Linked DNA regions of Zea mays: all the other regions are linked to region 3. Evidence: chromatin contacts called from public Hi-C data. All regions are on one chromosome and are shown on one strand. The core of a region is the stretch at or near the end of the contact, and the rest is flanking DNA. Distances in the headings are between cores, read along the strand shown. Region 1 holds the start of LOC100274089. Region 2 holds the start of LOC103634586 (SNF1-related protein kinase regulatory subunit beta-1). Region 3 has its middle 73 kb from the start of TRNAA-CGC.

Region 1 (2,986 bases), core at 428-2,927, 160 kb after region 3:
TGAGGAGGGGGCCCTAAGCATTTTGCCTGCTAGATGGATTCAGAATGAACACGAGTGAACACGAGGATTTAGATTGGTTCAGACCGCCGGAGCGTAAAACCCTACTCCATTGTGTGTTGTATTGAGTGTTTGAGCACTTGAGCTTTAGGGTGTTGTGAACCTAAGTCGGTCTAGAGAGCTTGAGAGCCTAAGGAGTCTGCCTTGTAACGTTGTGTGCCTTCCCTTTTATAGCTCAAGGGAGGCATATACAAGGGTGCTAAGCCTGACATGTGGGCCCAGGAACAGAATGGAAGGAATACATGGAGTAACTAATGCAGGTGACACCTGAGCAATCTCCAGGCGCCCTGATGTCCGCAGCCCTCACAGTATTGATATGCGACAGCTGCTTCCTTGGTACGTACGAGTAATGATGGTCATAATGCACGTGACAGTATGGGCGTGCCACCTGCCAGCGAAATGGACAGGCACGCCGCCTGCGGAATGGACAGGTCGCCGCCTGCTAGTGGAATGGACAGGTCTCATTAAATACCGAGGCGGTACATCACCTGTCAGCGGAATGGATAGGCGGCGCGCCTTATCCGCAATAAATGCAGGGGCCGCGTAACCCGGAGGCCTTACGTCAGGCTCCGCCTGTTGGCTTACGTCACGTGCAGTTGGCCACGTGGCAGCATCGGGTCTCCGCCTGGGCAGGGAGCAAAAGTGTATGCGGACAGGTCCGCACTAGACTAGGTCCAGACACGTGTCGGTACCGGACCCCGCCTGAGTCCTGTTCAAGGCCCGGGTGTATTCTGTCCTGTGACCTTGGGACCCCACTGTGGGCGGCCCGGACCCCATACGGGGGGACGGGGGGGGAGAGGTCCGAACTGTATATCTGGGGGTCCGACGCTCTCCCGTGGGGTCCGGACTCACTGTTGATGCTTTGGAGCATGCCACCTCCTCTGGACACGTGGCGGCTTCGGACCCGCCCATGTGGTGGAGTCGGGCGCTGCTGTGGACCCAGAATAGCCGTCTGAGATTGGGGCGAGCTAGGGCTTGGTCCCACACACAACACTTCTACCACGCGACTAAGGGGAGGACATATCCTGTGCAATCACTCATTTTGGTACAAGCGTGCAATCAAACTATCCAGAGCATCCAATCTAGATCCAACGGTTTCATATGGAAGGGGTTAAAAGTAAAATAGGTACTATGTTTTAGGTGGAAGTGGTTAAATATAAAATAACAGTCATCATTAGATATAGATCGGATGCACCAGATCGCTTGATTGCATGCTTGCACCAGGATAAGTGATTGCATAGGATATTTTCCCGACTAAGGGATAGTCCCATGAGTTCTTTGTCTTTATATAGTAGCAGGGGTACCCTAGTTTTAAGGTACCGACAAATGGATAAACTAAAATTTAGTCACTATAAACCAAACACCCTATTTTTGGAGTGTTTTGTTTCCACAGCTTAAAAACAGTATCAAAAGTGGATTTAGCAATGCTCCAAAGTTTTACTCCGTATACTTCCGTTTTTCTCTGCCACATGTGGTAGGGGGAGACGAGGAAAAAATGTTTCGTCAAACCAGAGACGAGAGAAGTTTTGTCAAACCAGCAAACGAAGGCGCGGAGACGTGCTGCAGAGCCTGCAGAGGCTTTTCTTCCCCCCACCCCACCCATCGCGTGTGAGTCCACGGTGTGATGTCACGGAGCGGTGGCGGCTTTCCCGATTCACTGTGCGGGAGAAATCCCCGTGCAGCCTTCTTCCACCTCCTCCTACTCTCCGCTATTCGTCTTCGCTGATTTCTGCCGCTCCAATTCCATCGCTTCCCTGCTTTAGAACCTTCTCTGCTAGCTTCTCCCCGTCACAGCTTTTGGTGCCTCGTCATCGGCGACCAAACCGCCGGCGACCGGATAAACTAAGCCAGCTCCTTCGCTCCGAAAGTCGTCTCTCGTAGAGAGCACTTGCTCACCTGCTCCCCGCCCCCCTCTGCTGGCGCTGGACTTGCTCGGAGTGGAGATCCATCCGGACCTGGTTCGATTTCTTCATTTCGGTAAGTAACCCTAGCTTGCTGGGTTGATTCTTTTGACTCTTAAGAGTTTTTTTTGTTTGCTGAACGGAAGGATTCCGAGTGTTTAGTTTGTTGCGGATTTGCTGTCTGAGAGCGTTGTAATCTATCCATGCAGGGTTCGATTCGGTTTTTCTATCCCAGAGCGAAAGATCAATATCACCTGACACAACATAACGATTTCGTGGAAGCCGAGGTGCGCGGGCATTTATTTTTTCTGAAATACGGACTGATTCGGAATTGAATCCCTATACTATACCCCACCCACGTCTGGGTCGTCCGCCCCCTGTGTCACTGTGTTGCCGTGCTGTCCTAGTTTCGTACTTGCTTTGGAAAGCTTGGCGCTGCTATTAAGGCAGTATCATTTGGGAAGGTGTTTCATCACTTGGGCTTCCCGTTACGAGTTGAGTTATTGAAAGCTGCTCTGTCGGCTTCCAGGCTACCTCCTTCGAGCCGGCCTGATCTCCTCTCTCACATACCCTTGTTCTCTTGATCACCTGTATTTTATCTATGCTCCCCAGCACTTTCTGATCTTCTAAATCACTCGTGTGAGTGAATGTGTTATTGTAAAAATTACTGTGGGCTCGTGGTTTTAATTTTTAAGGATGGTCTTTGCTTCCACAAAGCTAAGCAAGCTGGGGTATAATTGTATGAGCTGGGAAATTTAGGAATTTGCCTAGTAATCAACGTTTTGGAACTAAAAAAACCATTCTTCATCTTTTCAATACCTTGCGTCCAAATGATGTGTTACTGTACTTGTTGTCTTTGGAATTACGAGCTGCTATTGACAGGTGGCATTTGGAAAGGTGTCACCACCATGATTGTCAATTAACCACGGCTAGATGCCTTTTGTTAATATTTCCAGATTAAGAACATGCAGTTAACTCTGACCGGTTGCTGTTTTTGGTAACGGTACGGTACCAATATGCCAGTGCTT
Region 2 (3,022 bases), core at 480-2,979, 160 kb before region 3:
TCTACGGCTTTAGCTATCCGCTTGAAAAGAGAGGAACTCATCCGAAAACGACGCCGAAAAAACTTCTCGGGATATGTTGGATTTTCAGCAAAGTAATCTTGAAATAATTTTCTATCATGTTCTTGTCTACTCCGGTCATGAACTTTATGTCCAAAAACTGAACCTCGACGCTTTTTACGCTGGCCATTTTTCCTCTTCTTGTATTGACCCATCATAAGAGCCATGATCTGATCCAGTTCGTCATCTATCTCGTCATCCTCCTCAAGGTGCCTCATCGTTCTTTTCATTGCAGACATCCAAATGATCAAGTACAGTGAGGGTAACAAAATGATCAAGTACATATATCTAATCATTGCAGAAAATTCTACATTCATCAGACCATAAATACAAGTAGCAGAATCAAAAGGATTATACAATCAACTATAATAGCTACTGTCTACTCTACTCACATAGTACATTAGCTTGCATACTCAAATTGGTGATCGTGTTGAGGAGGGCTTACCGCACATGGTCTGACATATCTTGTGGCACTGACAGAACAGAGAACGAGCGTACGTGAAGAACGGTGGCCTTTTGCAGCAGGATGGTCTGCGCACCCTCTTCCGCGGAGATGGATGCCACCCTCTGTAGGGAAGAACGACGGCGCCCTAGAACATGGATACGTTCGTGTGTGCACTAGGGATTTGAGGGAGATCCGAGGGAGGGTAGCTGGGAATCGTGATTTTGGGCAGGAAGCAGAGCGCGCGCGGGAAAACAGAGCGCGCGAGCCGAAAAACAGAATTAGTTGCTAAGCACTACATTTGAGGCCCTGCTGTTGGAGTTAACCAATTAAATTACGAATAAATTGGTCCCTAAAACAAAATTTAGGACCTAAATTTAGGGCCCCTTCTTGGAGTTGCTCTTAGCATTTGCGTTCTGACGGGTGCAAAAACGTTTCGCCGCATTTCGAGCACAAACTAGTAGTTAAGCTACTAAAGTACTAAGTGAGCAACTTACAAATAACTTCACGAAATTGCACGCGCACGGCAGCAAAATTGGTTCATAGAGAAAAGACGCTTGTCGGTTGGCATCAATCACAAGCGAATTAGGACGATACCAAACCTTGCCAGCGACCTCCAGATCGCGACCACTCGTCGCATTGGACCCTAACCCAACCAACCAAAATCATGGGCATCTTCAGATCACCCGACCACCTCCCGAGCAAACAAGCATCGAAACCAAACCATAGATTGATCAAACGAGCAAGCAAACCGAAATAGCGGTGCGGGATCTCGTGATCTGACCTGGGGCACGAACATCCGCGGCGAGAGCGAGTGGCCAGGACTCCCGGGTGGCGATCCGGCGCCTCCACCGCCACCTACGACACCCACCGAGCACGCGCGCCGCACGTGGTTGGCTCCTACGCTGCCGTACGGCGGAAAGGCGCGCTCCGACGAGCGGACCGACGAGTCCCCTCCGCCGTCCTCCACGTCGGCGCCGTCGCCGTCAACAGCTGCAGCGTCCTCCTCGCGGCCGCTGGCGTTGCCCATACCTCTTCCTCTTGCCACCCCCACGGCCCCACCCCTTGGCGGCGAAGAGGCGCGAAATTACGGAGATGCCACCAGGGCGGGCCTGGTGCCGTGCCGCTAGGAAGGGGGAAGAAGAGGAGGAGGACGGGGACGGGGACGGGGGCTGCGGGGCTCGTATTAGTACGGCCTTAACTTTGCTGGTAATTAAGCGCGTGCCACTGGCCTAGTGCCCTTGCCCGGTAACGTGGCGCCACACGTGCACCCGGTGCTCGTGGTCTGATCGCCACTGCCATGTGGGACCATACTGTTCAGTGGGTCTGCAGTGCAGAAGGATCCGTCTTGGGGACGACAAGCCGCGCGCGTGTTGATATGTATGTACGGGTGACGTGGACTGCGGCCGGGTCACGGCTCGCACGTTGGAGGGGAAGGGCAGGGCCGTTCCTGCCTTTCACGAGCCAGTGCGAAATTTGATGTAGAAGTCCTATCTACATAAATACTAGTCGGTTGCCCGTGCGTTGCGACGGCTTACAACAATACCCACATAAACTATACATCAAAAAAATTTCAAGATTTTTTATTGATTGTCTCCGCTCTCTGTATAATTTTTTTTATTTGGCTAACTGATGTTATTGTTTACTCCATGCAATATGTCTTGGTACAACATAGCCAATGAAGTGAGCGATTAGAAGAGAGTTCACAACGACTAACTGAACGAACAGATATTATAAAATGACATAATTGCACCATACAGAGACCAAATAAAAGAAAGTTTGGGAGCTCTAGTTTCTAAAATAAGTCACATGAAGTCAAACTTATAAAAAAATAGATAAAAATATAGAGTGATTGCTAAAGTCAGGCATCAATAAAAACTGTATGCGCTCTATAAAAATTATGCTACTTCATAGCAATTACTAATGTTTAAAACCAATAAATAACCTTTCATTTTACTGTTCAATTCAGTAACCTCAAATACCATGGAGTCCATTGCGCCAATGTGGTCTCAGAAACGATCTAATGCTTGTAAGAGCGAAGAACGTCGTGCCATGCTTGGGCTGTACCCTCGGTCTGTAGTGCTGGCCCGGCCCGACATGATTATATTTTTTTATTTTACAAAAAACGTATATACATATATACAATTTATATTCAATATTAAAAATATTTGAGCATGATGTTCTACTGGTTAGACAACTTCATCTAATGTCTCACGCCCTTCTTCCATCAGGGCATGGGTTCAATCCCCACCTCTAGCACCTTTTTTTTAACATTTTACGCTGATTTAATCAAATGAACCGACGAGATGATCGGGCACAGTCAGAAGGCCGGCATGACATGCCTGGGCCAGAGTTGTGGCCCGCGAGTGTCTGGCTCATGTCGGGCCACCGTTTGGCCATCTATAGGCGTGCAGCGATTAATTTAAAATAGTTGTGAGGAGTTATTTATAAAAAGATGACGCATGACGACCGTTGAAACTGGTGCTTTAAGTATAGTATAGATATATAATTATATATATTATT
Region 3 (3,141 bases), core at 184-2,683:
GGAGACAATGGACTCTAAATTTTACACTATAAAATGTAAGGATCGGATCGGATTAAGATCGAACTCTATTTCTATTCATTTTGAACTAAAAATAATTTAGAGCCCTAGCCATTTGTGAAGAAACATTTAGATCATGATCCATTATACTTATAACTTATATAATTAAATAGCTCCAGATATCAACGTGCAATCCACATCTTGTCCGCTAATTTCCCCCAAACTCTTCGAATTATTTGCACCAATCGCGGATCCGCAACCATGTGCTCTTGATTCCATGCGCGTACTAGTATAAAATACGTGGCTACCAAATTCCACTGTAGGGAGTATGTGTTCGAACAATTTGGTTGCCTTCAACCATTTTGTGCTGAAACAAAAAATATATCAACTAGCAATCGGCCACTTTTGGGCTGGTAAAAGCACCAATTAAATGCTTCATTGTCCAGAGGCATTCTGAAACCTTAAGGGCAGTTCTTCAAGCACAATAAATAACTAAGAGACTCTATTATACAATGAAATATCTAAAAATATATTTTATTAATAAATGCATAAGTAATGCACTTGTACATCATCGAATCGATAGAACAGACGACAAATTCGTATAGTGGAAAGTAAGGTGTCTGTTGCTACTTGGGTTACGAGCGAGAGGAGTCTCTTTACGAAAAGACGACTCCACTTTTTTTTGCAAATACTCCTTTTAAACACCTCAAAAGTCTTTACGTTAAACACCACTGTACATGCCCTAAACAAGCCGCTATTCACCAATCACCATCAATGCTAAAGCCTAATAAAATAATTACTAGCTTATAATAGTAATAGGTCTACATGATAACCTCACATGTACGTGCATGAGACTAACTGTTAATTAAAAAATCCTCTCTTCCATTAAATCATAAAATAATGTATCTAGAACTAGCTCATAAATCATTACTAGAGGTATCATTGAGGGCGAGAGCCATCCATGTGATTATGGCTATGTTAGGCATTTATTTAGAGCTTTATAAATTTGTAGATCTGGAGCTATCTTAAGACTGACTTGTTTGGTTCAGTTGTTTTATTTCTATCCACGATAAAAAGAACAGTCTCAAAAAATTTTATTCTAATGCACCCCAAAAAAGTTTTTTATTCTAACATTTTTACAAACAAGATATTAGACAGAGCTAAGAGCTAGAGCTTATGCCAAATAGGACCTTGATGAATGGTCGTACAAGGTCAGAGGAAAGGATGGGGAAATGTTGCAATCAAAGTAGAGGGTCAGAGGAACAACTAGGGATGGAGAAATGTTGCAATCGAAGTTGGAGTCCGTAGGAAGTTTGCAGTTATAATTATGCGTCCTATTTTTTGTTTTCAACTGCTATGGTAGGGAATAGACTATTCCAATCCAGCGAGCACAACTGCACGAGATCTCACCGTGCAGGGTGACCGCTCAACCCACCGCAGCTGGGCCAGCCTTTTACCTAAAATAATTGTGCAGTGTAAGCTGGGCTAGGTGTTCTGGTGGGAGCAGAAGAGCCGTCGATGGATTAGAGCTAGAATCCAAAGAAACATGGGCCGCACTCCGTGTACCATGGGCCGAACCAGTGATTTAATAGCAAAAAGCAAAATAAATTAACCCATCACGTTCCTCTGAACTTCTGACTCTTAAGTAACCCTAGTTAGGGTTATGTGGGCAAATACCGGTTTTGCCTCTGAGGGGTCTCACATCTCTATATAAGGAACTTGTACACCTCATCATATTACAGAGATCAGAAAGAGGCCAGAGGCCCAACCCTATATCCAGTGTCTCGTGTGTTTCCTCTGTCGTGCTTAAGGGAAGGGAGACGGGTTCTCTACAGCTTCTTGCGCCTCTACTGCTGACGGGAGGAAAGGGAGCGGATCTGGTGATCCGTGGTAACGTAGTTCTCAACACGTTATCAGCACGCTCTACCTCGACGTTGCTGCGAGATCATATCTGCATCAACTCTCCGTCAAGCCGGCAGGTAGGGATGGCAATTCTGCCCGCGGGCACGGATATCCGCGGGTTTTGTACCCGATGGGCATGGATACGGATAAGAAATCTCGCCCACGGGTAAGGATACGGGCAACACTTCTCACCCGCGGGTAATTGACGGATATAAAATTTCGTCCGCGGGTATTACCCGTTACCCGCTTAATTTACTAGCCCATCAAAATATCGCCCATGTGTTCATTTTATCCTAAAACATTGTGTTGTAATAATTAATTATCTTAAGGGTTTGAGACTTATGTTTGTGGATGATCGATCATGTTTGTGGACTTTGAAGTTTGAACTATGTTCCTTGCCATATTATGTATGTCAAGTCATTGATGTTCTTGGTAAAATGAACATGACCACATACTCGTATGGTATTTTCTGGCGGGTAACGGGTTGCCCGATATCCGCGGATATCCTGCGGGTACGGGCATGGGTCGAAAATTTTACCCGCAAGCTCTCGCGGGTACGGATAAGCACTAGAGGCGCGGATATGTTGGCGGACGGGTAAATGGCTTACCCGCACTTTATCCGACCCGCTGCCATCCCTACCGGCAGGTCTCCAGCCTAGCCGAACTGTCCTACGCGACAAGCTTCGATTCCTCTGCAACGGAACGGTAAGATCGAATCTACTCTTTCACGTACGCGCACTGGTACAATCGCCATGGTTGTCGAAGCCGCACAGGGACGTCCCGGAGGCCGCGTGCTCGCATCGGGGCTGCACCTCGCCGGAGCCGCGCCCGCACACTTCATCGAAGCCGCGCGCCCACGCGACGATGACATGGCTTGCGCTGAACGTGCCATGGCTGGCGGCGGCCATGCAGAGCCCGTAACTCATGGCTGACGGCCTCGCCCATAGAGCTCTGGCACGTGTGGTAGGAGCTGGCGGCACTCGTCTACCAGCATGCAGACGAGGAGCACCACAACAGCCAGATAGAGCAACGAGCGCGACTCGAAGATCGCCACCATTGCTGCTGTAGGATGGAGTTTGTCTCGATATGCACATACATGCAGTTTTGAGATCCGATTTTCCAGCCTACCGTAAGAACGTTGCGAGTGGCGGTTAAAGAAAACTAAAATCTGGCATGGCCACATGGAGATGCGGCATGTGTGCTCCTACGTCCTCCCACATGGAGCTGCTCCACGTGTTTGTG

Evidence for each region. Hi-C and Micro-C count contacts between places; a contact is called where the count stands out from the background.
Region 1: a Hi-C map of ear shows a contact between it and region 3, with 2.0 times the contacts expected there. The contact joins the promoter of LOC100274089 here to the enhancer-like site in region 3. A contact is called at or near these places in 2 of 25 Hi-C or Micro-C datasets (ear and tassel).
Region 2: a contact with region 3 is called in a Hi-C map of tassel, with 4 times the contacts expected there. The contact joins the promoter of LOC103634586 here to the enhancer-like site in region 3. A contact is called at or near these places in 2 of 25 Hi-C or Micro-C datasets (leaf and tassel).

The regions. Positions count from the first base shown.
Region 1 is chr1:51,630,754-51,633,739 of Zm-B73-REFERENCE-NAM-5.0, reverse strand. It overlaps LOC100274089, which reads left to right and starts at 1,677. Exons shown (of 10, transcript NM_001148468.1): 1 at 1,677-2,034; 2 at 2,168-2,245.
Region 2 is chr1:51,956,794-51,959,815 of Zm-B73-REFERENCE-NAM-5.0, reverse strand. It overlaps LOC103634586 (SNF1-related protein kinase regulatory subunit beta-1), which reads right to left and starts at 1,729. Exons shown (of 4, transcript XM_008656931.4): 1 at 1,284-1,729. The coding sequence starts at 1,529.
Region 3 is chr1:51,792,838-51,795,978 of Zm-B73-REFERENCE-NAM-5.0, reverse strand. No RefSeq gene overlaps it. Among protein-coding and RNA genes, the nearest start is that of TRNAA-CGC, 73 kb to the right of the region's middle. Within about 2 kb of position 1,433, at least 19 of the 20 cell types and tissues checked have an H3K27ac peak or open chromatin away from gene starts, as enhancers often do. A contact at or near this core is called in ear, leaf and tassel, where this site is marked.